Linked DNA regions of Mus musculus: region 2 is linked to region 1. The links are chromatin contacts, called in public promoter capture Hi-C maps. All regions are on one chromosome and are shown on one strand. The core of a region is the stretch at or near the end of the contact, and the rest is flanking DNA. Distances in the headings are between cores, read along the strand shown.

Region 1 (6,136 bases), core at 992-3,491:
TGGCACAGTAAAGCACAAAAATCATGCAAGGCTATCAGCATAATTCTAAGAGCAGGTTAATAAATGTTTATGGTTAGATATTATTTAACAACATCCAGTACCTGTTCTTTTTGTGAATCTTCAAAACATAAATTTAAACTATTTTAATTTTTTTTTATTTAAAACTTTCTAAAACAATATACCAAAGCCCAATTCTGATGACACATGGGTAGCCATATGAAATTTTATTGTTGGAAAAGTTTTTCTCTATCAATACTATCTTGTAAATAATTTATGAAGTGAAGCCCTGATTTCCCCAGAGATAAGGTCATGGCTAGTGCCCCCATCTCAAGGGATAGTCTTATACCCATTATTCTTGCTTAAGATATTAGCCTAGGCCATCAGGAACATCTCATAAGTAAGAAAAAGAATAAGAGAAGATAAAACAGATAAATTGCCATGAGAACTATGGTTCAATATTTTTTCTCTGGGCAAGAATTACACAACTGGTTCCAGGAGACCTCCGTGTTTTGAAGTCTACCACCTCAGTCTGTGGAACTTATCACAGAGATCCTACTGGAGATGGTGGGGCACTATTCAATATCAACATGGGCTCTGTCTCTTTACAACTGAGCCAATCTCTCCATTCTCAAGCAATTTAATTTTTTTTAAAGTCTTATTTTACTTATGTCCCCTGTTCCCACTCCAGACACCAAAAACTCCAAAGACTACCCTTTCCAGTCCCACACAAAAAAAGTGTTTCTCTCAATTCCTTAAACAGGGTCAAAGCAAAGCTAAATTATATATATACAGTGACCCTTTGCCACAAAGTTTCCAAATGTTCTGCAGAGAGACACATGCTTCTTTGTTTCTAGGGTTGAGAAACAGAAATAATACCACATAGTTAAAGCAGAAATCAAGCAATACATATTCTGTTTATTTTGCCCTACATTCCAGTGGACTTAAGGCCAAACATTTGGGGCATTTTAATTAATTTATAGATAAGGTCTGTAGATGTGCATCAGTCATCAAGAGCAATGGCTGCTTTTGTAGAGGACAGGTGTTCAATTTCCAATACCCATTTATTGGTTCTCAATTTATAACTCCATTCCCTGAAGTCCTGAAGCCCTCCCTCTTCTGGCCACTGTGGGTATTACATGCATATACTGCATAGACGTATATGCACACAAATACTCATACACTTAAAATAAAAATAAAATCTCCAAGAAAGAAAGATTTCATAGAAAGAGGCATGTGTGGATGATTAGCCAAAAGATTGTGGTTCACAGAGTTTATTTGACATAAAAACAATGGAGTATTTGAGTAAGAACTGTTCCGATAGTCTCAGGCATTCAAACACTCCTTGACCAGGCAGTGCTGTTGTTTGGAGATATTTAGAAGATGTAGCCTTATTAGAGGAAGTATGTCAGTGAAGGTAGGCTTAGAGAATTTAAAGCTTTCTTGTTTCTAGTTCACTCTCTGCTGTGAGCTTACATTTAAATATTATGAGCTCTCATCTCTCTGTTCCAACCATCTGGTTTGCTACGTGTCACCATGCTTCTGCTCTGCCATTGTAGACTCCTCTACCTCTGAATACTCTCTCTTCCTTATGTTGCCTTTGCTCTATGCGTTTCATCAGAACAACCAGGAGTAACTAATACAAACATTCTGTTTAAACATCCCTGCTCCAAAAGCAGTGAGATCATTAACAGAGAAGGTGTGCATTGGCGCTTCAGGCCACCAGGCAAGGATAGTTGGCATATGAAATAAATGTTGGCTGAAGAGTGAGATTAGAAATCTTCCAAACTTGAGAGCATCTTTTCTAGGAAATAGCAGCCCATGGCAGCTGGAAAGTGTGCAATGTTCCCAGCAGAGAAACACTGGGGATGTGAAGTGCTCTTAATTCTCCAGCTTGTGTGGGAATCCTAACCCAAAGCTTCTGCCTGCCTCCATGCATTTGCTTGCTGGTGCCTACCTTGAGAAGTTCAAAGTGCACTGAGTTTTTATTTCAAACAGAAGTGTTTGCATAAGAGGTTGGATGAGTTTGTGGCCATTTGGTATCAGAGTGTGGGTAGTATCTTTAAAGAAAAAGAAGAGTAAACTCGTAGTGGGTGTGGCTTGGAGGTCCTAACAAACACCCAGGGAGCTCTTTGGAGGAGGGGGAGCTTTATGTAATTATGCTAATTGGTCTAGAGGAGGGTCCACAGCAAAGAGGCAGGAACAAGGCTTTCTATTTAAGCAGCAGACACCTCCCTGTCTCTAAGAGCTCCTCTCCTTCCTTCCAACATGTGGCTCCATGCTCTGGTCTGGGCTTCTCTTGCTGTTTGCCCAATTCTGGGTAAGTACTTCTGGATTACAAACATTGGGTTACACATATGGAAATCTGTCTTTGATGAAGTAGGTGAAATGTATACAGGGCAGGCACAAAGCAGAGCACTGACTCTTGTGCTGGCTTAGATGGGCGACTTTTATACCTCCAAACAGATTATGTTTTAGTTGACCCTGTATTTAATGTTGGAAGGAAAAGAGGCCTTAGAAGATTCAAATGACTATCAATGATACAAGCCTAAAAGTGATTAAACCAACCATGAATCCAGGTTTGATCTACCCCCTCTGATGTGTCCTCACATTTTCTCGACCATCAGGACACTCACTCTTACCACCTGTGGTGGACACCACACAAGGCAAAGTCCTGGGGAAGTATATCAGCTTAGAAGGATTTGAACAGCCTGTGGCCGTCTTCCTGGGAGTCCCCTTTGCCAAGCCCCCTCTTGGATCTCTGAGGTTTGCTCCACCACAGCCTGCAGAGCCCTGGAGCTTCGTGAAGAATGCCACCTCCTACCCTCCTATGTAAGCCACTGGGATGGGGACTATTTTAGTGAGTATGTGTTGAGATAAATATTTAATGTTAATTGGAGGTTTCTGCCATTCCTTGGATCATTTAGTTCCCAAATGAAAAACATACAACCTTTATATTTATAGTAAGACTTTAAAGCACTGGAGTTGGGCAGATATTTAATGTCTAAGCTTTTTTGTCTATTTCTCTATTAATAACCCTGAGATATAATTTACCATGTTTCGCCTGGGCTGCTCTTACACTAACTGGCCAGCCTTTGTGGCTATGTTTTTATGATTCACCTCCCCAGTGCCATCTGTCTTCTCTTCACTTTCTCTGCCCCATCTCATAGTCCTATCTCAGACCCCAAGCCCAGGAATTGAAATTCTGTTTACCTCTCTTCTTCCCAGCTATAGGCTGTAGGCATCTCTATTGACCAATCAAGGATACCTTGTGATGGCTACACAGCATCACTTGCTGTAACTGAGGATCTCCTCTTCCCTGAGGCAACCAGAGCCAGTACTTAGCATTACAATACATAGCAACAGTGATCCAGTATGGAGATGAGGCAATCCTCTGATTAGCTATATTAATAGTAACTACTGGCATCCCTGAGAGCATGGTTAAATATGGTCTAGTTACTAAGTACACTCGTAGTTTTCCAAACCCTTTATTTAGGACAAACTTACTAAGTACATGTGGTGAATCAGTAATATTCTGGGTTTTCACAAACTATTTAAGGAAATAAATCTGTACTTTGTGAATCTTTTATCCTATTGGATGAAAAGAGAAAATGAGAAATCTGTGGACCAGAACATCAAGTATATAATAACCTAGAATATCCTAAATACTTTGGAAAATAGCAATTGATCAGATAAGGTCAATGAGAAGTGAGCTGCTATAGTACTCTGATTTGAACTTTAGTGTTGCTTAGGAGTGTGGTAGCTGTGGACTGGTATGTGAAGAGAATAGTAAAGATGACTGAAAGTTCTCACACCCAGATCTACCTAGCTACCTACTAACAAGCAACTATTAAGGGTGTGTCACATCACCCCTGGCAACTGAGTGAACAAGCCCGAGAATTCCAGATGGCCTCATGGCCACCTAGGAGAACCTCAAACACATACAAATGTCGGATCAGACAGCATTCATATCCTCTTCAAGGTTCCTATGGGAGTTTCCAGGATTCTGTTTCTGGCTGTCTTCTTACCATTCCATGCCTTTCATCTACAAATAATATTTGCTATGTTTTCATTTTGCTTGCAAAGTAAGACAATACTCTAACACACACACACACACACACACACACACACACACACACACACACACACACACAAGAGAAGGAGAGTTAAAATCATGTACAATTCAACAGCCCAGAGTTAGCTGCTATTAACAATTGAGATCATGCTTTCAAGGCCTTTGTCTGTGTAATTCCTCCATTAAACAGAGAATATAAATAGAGAGTGTGGGTAGCATCCTGGCATATTCATATACATCAGCATCCTTTCATACCATGTATATAATATACATGTTACACATATATGTGGTATGAAAATATATTTTATCTTATAATGTGTAATATAATGTTAATGGTATATAATAACAAATATAATATATAATAAGATTATATGTACATATATGTACATATACATATACATAGTTTAGGTTTTTGGTAATGAACAAAATTCTGATAGATTCATTAAATACAACCATAAACAGTTTGGGATAAGTTTTCAAAGGTCACATTGCTGAGTGAAAAACATGAACTTTGGGTTCATTTGTCTCCATAAACAACCAAACTCTGCACAATTCTCCCATGGAAACTTACAAACTTCTGTCCCTGGCTTTTACCCATGCCTTGCCTTACTTGATGAATTTTTCCTGTGTACACTGGGTAAACAAAATGAGACCATAACAATAATAAACAGAAACATTGTTTCTATACTACATTTTTTCTAAGCATTAGTGAGCCTGAATTCTTCTATCCAGATGTGACATGTAAATTTATATTTTTATGAATATCATGCACTGTTCTCAGTGGTGTAGGAAAAATGACCTGGGACAGACATTCAGGTCTCTCTGTCATTTGATGTGGCTTGTGCCATGCTGTCTCTACACAGCATCACTTCTATACCCAGTGACGGTTATAGCAGATCTTCTCACTGCAAAGTGCCCTGGGGTGTTGCTATAATCTACTTGAAGTATAAGCACTACCTAACATGATCTTCCTAGCTCTGTGTCCTCCAGCCCTCTGTCAAACCTCTCTGTGCCACCAATTCCTCAACTGTAAAACAGAAAGAATAATAGATGCCTTAGGCTGAACTGACCCATGAATGGCTTCATATACAAGGAGAACCTGAGTATGTTCCTAATACTCTGGGAGAATTCAATAATTGCTCTGAATTCCATGCTACATTGTTTGTTTAAGAGCCTCTTTTGAGGAGTCAATAGTGGCTGTTGGAACAGGAAGAAGTTGGACCTTAGCAGGTCACGCAACAAGACCTTTGGAGACTTTGCTCACTCCACCTGAACATGGAAACTTGGGGTCAGAGCAGGAGAGAAATTCATTCTAGGCTACCCAGCACATCATGTCTGAGACAAAGCTAGTCTTTACCTTTCCTGAGGTTTTCCCACTACGATGCTCTTCCCTGTATCGACCTACAACAGGCTGCCTACCATTTTAACTGACTGTCTTGGTTAATGAATGTTTTTGAGAACTATGTAGCATTTACCTGGTAGAGGAGCATAGTCAACTAGAGACCACCATTCAAAGCCCAGTCCAGGAACTGTGGAAAGTGACATCTCATAGTGCAGGTCACCATACAATCATCTTTCTCCTTGGTCCAGAACATCCCAAAAATTCCATGAAGAGAAGAGCTACCAATTGCTTCTCCCTCTGTAGGACTTAGAGACCCTAAAGATTTCCATGTTTCCCACCTCACCCATGGCAATGACTCCAGCCAAGTAATAGTAACTACTAATATAGGTTCAAATATCTCAGTGCAGCACGAGGTAAGGTGCTCACTCTGGTGGATTCTCAGATGTTCTCTCCCCTCCCAGGTGCTCCCAAGATGCAGGTTGGGCAAAGATACTCTCAGATATGTTCAGCACCGAAAAGGAGATCCTGCCTCTCAAGATTTCGGAAGACTGTCTCTACCTGAATATTTACAGTCCTGCCGATTTGACAAAAAGCAGCCAATTGCCTGTAAGTGCGGGAACCATTACTCCAGACTTTAAGTTTGAGCATCTCGATATTCTGTGGGCTTAGAAGGTGATAAAGGCAGCAGGGGTCAGGAGCACATAAGTCAGGAGTGATTCTGG
Region 2 (6,136 bases), core at 2,376-4,875, 210 kb before region 1:
GCTACAGGAGGAATCAATATATCTTACTTCAAGAGATGGTATTCCACCAAATGGGAAAATCTAAACGAAGTAGATGATTTTCTTGATAGCTACCACTTACCAAAGTTATATCAAGATTAGATAAACAATTTAAATAATCCTACAGCCCCTAAGGAAATAGAAGCAGTCATTAAAATCTCCTAACCAAAAGAATCCCAGGGCCAGATGGTTGTAGAGGAGAGTTCTTTCAGACTTTCAAAGAACAGCTAATACCATTACTCTTCAAACTGTTCCACAAAATACAAAGAGAAGGCACAAACTCATTCTATGAGACCACAGTCACCCTCACATCTGTTCATTTTTCTAGATTCTTTTTCCATTGATTTTTAATTTTACCCCACTATGAGTTGATTATATACAAGAATTTGCTTCAAATATTTTGTTTGTTAAGAATGGCTTTATAACTCAGAATATAATCCATTTTGGGAAAAGTCCCATGGGCTATAGAGAATATGTATTCTGTAGTTGTTGAATGAGACATGGTAAGTATTTGATAAATCATTTCATCTGTGGTGGTTTAACTGTGAAGGCTCTTGGCAAATGATTCATCATCACCATTGTCATCATCATCATCTTTATTTTTTTTCTATTTTTTTGGTTTTTCGAGACAGGGTTTCTCTGTGTAGCCCTGGCTGTCCTGGAACTCACTCTGTATTCCAGGCTGGCCTCAAACTCAGAAATCTGCCTGCCTCTGCCTCCCAAGTGCACTGCCTGGCATCACCATCATCTTTATTATGTTGTTTTACTGTTATATTTATGATCTGTCTGTTGATAAGAATAGAGTATTGAAATGAAACACTGTATTTGTATGTAGACTTGTCTATCCCTTATGTTCAGTGATGTTTGGTTTATAAAACTTGGTCTAACAGCATTTAGGCAAGTAAATATTTACTATTGTTATATCAGCTTTGGATATTGTGCCTTTAATAGTATGTGGTAACCATTTTATCTCTTCTTATTAAATTTGGCTTGGGGTCTACTTTGTCTGACACAGCAATGGTAAGTTCATTTTTCCTTGCTTGGTAAATCATTTTCTCACTGTCCTCTTCCAATGCCTGTGTATGTTTATCACATAGTTGGCTGCTTTTCTGTTGGGTTTGAACATTTTTTTTTTTACCTTCTGTCTTAGTCACCTTAGGAGATCATTGGCTTACCAAGTTGAACATACTTGAGTCTTTCCTGGTTCTCAGTTGTTTATTATCTATTCCTCTCACAAAGTTCATTTCCCCCCCCCCCGCCCCCCGGGTTCCTGTGTTGTTTGTGACTGTCTTGTCCTTCCTCTGTGTTAGAACTTCCCCACTCTCCTTTCCTCCCTTTAAGCCATCAGTTCTCAAACTGTGGGTAGTGGCCTATTGGGGGGTTGAATTATCCTTTCTCAGGGGTCACATATCAAATATCCTGCATATCTAATATTTATATTGTGACTTATAACAGTAGCCCAGTTCCAGTTATGAGGTAGCAACGAAAATAATTTTATGGCTGGGGGTCATCACAACACAGTTGCTTACCTAAAACCAAGTTACTTGTGTGTATGCTTTCAGGGCTGATCATTTGGTGTTGGATAGCCAATTGTTGTGTCCTTACCCAGGTTAGCCTGGTTCTGTGCTCCCAACTCGTTTTAGTTGTGTCTTTGTTTTTAAACAGCTTAGTTATATTACAGCCAAGGAAATAAAGACATTTAGAAACAAATTAATCTGTCTTCACCTGACATTCAGCAGAGACTATTACCCTAACAGAAAATGGATTTCTCTCTTCCAAAGGGCTGCTGGGTCTTAGATCTATAGTATACATGCTATTTTCACATGTGGGATTTAGAATTGTGTGTGTGTGGAGGGGGCGAGGCAAGGAAGGGGAGAGGGAGGGAGAGGACAGTAACTAGAGATGGGACTCTTATAAATGAGGAAAATATCCTTAGAGAGTTGAGATCATTGAAAATCTTGAAGGCTCGACTGATTCAAGGCTTTCTCAGAAGCCCTAATGTATAGAGAAGGAACATAGCTCTTTCTCTAAACCAGGAACAAGTTTGGCAGAGCCAGTAATAGCCTGAACCCAGGGACATGAGAGCTTTTTCCTGATGTAGGAGAAGGAACACATTTACTTATCTAAAACCAAGAATTTACTTAGTAGAGACATTAATGGCTTGGATCCAGCACCTTGGGGAAGCTGTGGCTTTGGATCCTGAAAACCTAATTCTTCCTTCTATATTTATGGTTACAAGTCCCAATGCCACTGTGTGTTGGTCTCAAGCTTTTCAGATACCCTGCATTTCTCTTTTGCAACATTGCTTGATTAACTTCCTGCTGACTTCATCTCATTGTAAGATTGTTTCTGCTGGCTCTATCTGATTTCTCTCCCAGGGATAGTATATAAGATGCTATACTTCTTAGTAAATTTGCTTGGCATAACCCACTGCTTGTGTAAGATTTCTTAAGCCCATCTTTTCTATCTCCTTAACTCTGACACCCTGCACCTTGTTTCTCAGGACTCTATCATTCAGGAATGAATTGCTGGCCTAGGTCAGAAACCCACATGGCACAAAAGCTCAGAGGTTAGCCAGCTGGGAGGAGAACAGGGATAAACAAGAAGGGTGTGCGAGGGCAAAGTGGGAGGAGGACAAAAAAGGAAATAAATTTAAGGCATATTTATGAAAGTGCCACAATACTGCCTACAAATGATTTTAAAGAAGATACTGTAGACCCTTAGGCAGAACAGAACCCCAAACACATAGCTAAATTAGAAAATGATGCTGCACATGTTGCCTTGGTTACATGAGTGTGGGGCAGTTTAGTCTCTCACTGAAGAAAACTACATTCACAGATATCTGGGGGTGGGGGTGAGGGTGGTAATAGAGTGCTAGGCTTGCAGTTTTCCTTTCCCATTTTCTTTCCTGTAGAAGGAAATGCTAGTCATTGTGGTTAATGTTTGAATAATGGACGGATAATGAATAGGCAGATAATTAGACTATGGAGGGATACCTACTATGGGGAGAAACTGTCTCCAAACCCCTGTTCTTTAAAATAGTGATCTCTCTGACCTTAGAGTAGAGTAGAAGAAGACAGAGCACTTGATAGGAGTATTGTAAGGGCAGTATTTAGACATCAGCAGACCCTGGATAAAGTATAAAGACCAACCATGGGTCTAGAACTCAAGGAAGCACAAGCCCAGGGATGCCAAGAGATGTATTCAGATCATGGATCTGAGATGTTTGGAGGTTTTGATTTGTTCTAAAATTTATCATTGTTTACTGGAGATGTCAAATCAAAGCTTTTCCCTGTCTGAAGGCCTGCTGTGCTACTCTCTGCCTTTGGGAGGCCGACAGAACACTGAGGTTTGAATTCCAAAGGGGAGAAACATTATGTAAGATGTTCCTTGGTTAGTTTATGGACCTCTGTTATCTGAGAGCTGTCCAATGGCTGGTCAAATAAGAGAGAGAGTTTGTTTAAACTCTAGGTCGGTGTGACTAAGAAGTCCCATTAGGCGCCCAGAGAGCTCTCAGTCAGGAATTTTCATTTGGTGATTCTATGCAAATTGGCTTAGTGGGCAGGATTTCAGGCATGAGTTTATAGCTGTGGGGCAGGATCAGTGCATTATCTCCACCACCAGACACCTCACTAGACCCCAGAGCTGCTATTCTTCCATGATGTGGCTCTGTGCTTTGAGTCTGATCTCTCTCACTGCTTGCTTGAGTCTGGGTGAGTACTTCCGGGTGCACATTTGAAATTCTTTGTCCTGGGCCTTGGTGAATGCAGATGCATTCAGGAAAATTAAAAACAGATCCCATTTCTTAGAGGTGTTCATCCGCCAGACATGGACAGAATACACCAGTTACTCTAAGCTGAGGGCTTTGGAGTTTTATGTCCTTGAGTGAGGAATTTAATTTTGCCGTGCCTGCTTCTTCCCCATTGGGTTGCAGTCCAGTGTGAAATGAACAATTTTCTGTAACACTCTGAATACCGGCTGGTCTAGGGGATATTATATATATATATATATGTGCTTTAAAGTAGAGTATATCCATAGGAAGTTTGACTTGTAGAATTAGCCAAGAACTGTTGAGCATTGAAAAGGTAATTTCTTCCTGAAAATTTCCCGAAAAGGGGTGGGGCAAAGCAACGAAGTTATGGCAGAGGGAGATGCACTGGGTTATTAAGAAGGCTGAGGCAGAATGGAAGCTGCTGTCAAAGGTCTTTGTCATGGTTTACCCTGGAAAGAAGAGGGGAGACAGGGGACAGTGATGTAGCCTTTCCTAGTTGGGATAATTTCAGAGAATTTGAAGATTTAGAAGTTAGTCTATAAATTTCTGATATACATCTCCAGATCATTGCGTAACTCTTTCCTCTCATTATAGAAGTGTCTACTATAGCATAGAATCTTGGAAGTCACACAAAATAGCAATGCTGTTACCTATGGACATTTTAACACATATGTGTCTCAGGAAAGATACCTCATTGTGTCTGGTAACCTAAAAGCAAAGAGACTAAGCATAGGGCTTTCCTCAGTGCATGGCATGATTTTTTTATAACACTGTTTATAGCACTATCAGCTACTCTTGATAACAGACACTCTCAAAACTATGGTGGGCTTGTTGCATTGTTAAATCATTGGCCTTGAAGGAAAAACATCTCAAATAAAACATACCTTAAGTCAGAGATCCACAGCAGGCAGAAAGAGAACAAATGAGAAGCTGTGGGGAGATGAGGGAAAGACTTCACAGAGCAAGAATAGAGCTGAGGCAGTAGTTATGCAAAAGTCCAATACCCAAATTTTCTCCCTCTGCATGATCATGCTTAATGTTATGACTCGCCTCTTCTAGAACCTGAGTGATCCCATAGCTATTTATTGTGATTATTTACCCACTACATAAAGCTCCTTAACTAGGTATTTGGTATCCTTCTTTACACATCCCCAATAACACAGGATTATAATCTCTCCCCTTGGACTGACCTGGTCATATTCATATGCCATTTTCTTTTCCCAGAAGTGCCTTGCATGGTGCTGTCTCTAGCCCTCTGTGCTCCATGCTTATTCTTCATTTACTCTCATTTTGTCATCTCCCTGCTCTTCTCTGAGTCTGATGTTCTCAATGATGACACCAGCCAAAAGGCCTCATTCATTCTAATTTCTGTATCTCTCTTTTCCTTCTCGAAAGTCCCAACCTCTTTATTATCTGAAGAAAGTGTGTCTGTGGTCCTTCTCATGAGGTCATCCTCCCAAGGGTTGGGCCACTGTTGGTCATTGTCTCATTCAGCACACAGCTCAGCACTGAGATATGGATAAATGTCTCCAGCGGTGTCTAAGAGAGAAAGAAAATGATATGTTTATTCACAATGGACTTTTTTTTTTTTTTTTTGCAACTACTTTGGTTAATTTTATACATCCAGTTCCAATTTTCTCCTTCCATCATCCTTCTGATATAGGAAGAAAATTTCCTTCATCTTACATGAAAAGAAGCCATGGCCTAGAGGGTTGAGGTAGTAGTTAAGCTCACATGCCTACAAAGTGACAAAGCCTGCCTGGAATCCAGGTCTGACCATTTCCCTTCTGTTTCATCCTCATTTTCTCTTGTCAAACAGGACACCCATCCTTACCGCCTGTGGTACACACCGTTCATGGCAAAGTCCTGGGGAAGTATGTCACCTTAGAAGGATTCTCACAGCCTGTGGCCGTCTTCCTGGGAGTCCCCTTTGCCAAGCCCCCTCTTGGATCTCTGAGGTTTGCTCCACCAGAGCCTGCAGAGCCCTGGAGCTTCGTGAAGCACACCACTTCCTACCCTCCTTTGTAAGCCACTGGGGCCCTGTTTGGGGACCTTGTTCTTATAAATTGAGCACCAACTTCCTGAATGTTTTAGATGTCTTTCTATTGCTGTGTAGACACCATGACCAAGGCAATTATAGGAGAAAGAGTTGAATTTGAATGGGGACTTACAGTGTCAGAGGATGAGTCCATGACCATCATGTCAAGGGGCATGGTAGCACTCTAGCAGGCATGATGCTTGAGCAGTAGGTGAGAGCTCAGATCTTAAAACAATCATGGACCAACGGTAGGGGAAGTAACTCAGAATGTTGTGCATTTTGAAACCTTAAGCCTACCCCCAGAGACA

The links. Promoter capture Hi-C pulls out the DNA fragments that hold promoters and counts their contacts.
Region 2: a promoter capture Hi-C map of liver shows a contact between it and region 1, with 2.1 times the contacts expected there. The contact joins the promoter of Ces1g here to the promoter of Ces1c in region 1. A contact is called at or near these places in 2 of 39 promoter capture datasets (both in liver) and 4 of 484 Hi-C or Micro-C datasets (liver and nephron progenitors).

What each region holds. Positions count from the first base shown.
Region 1 is chr8:93,127,388-93,133,523 of GRCm38.p6, reverse strand. It overlaps Ces1c (carboxylesterase 1C), which reads left to right and starts at 2,241. Exons shown (of 13, transcript NM_007954.4): 1 at 2,241-2,317; 2 at 2,625-2,829; 3 at 5,876-6,020. The coding sequence starts at 2,266.
Region 2 is chr8:93,334,698-93,340,833 of GRCm38.p6, reverse strand. Ces1g (carboxylesterase 1G) reads left to right here and starts at 3,625. Exons shown (of 14, transcript NM_021456.4): 1 at 3,625-3,731; 2 at 5,610-5,814. The coding sequence starts at 3,680.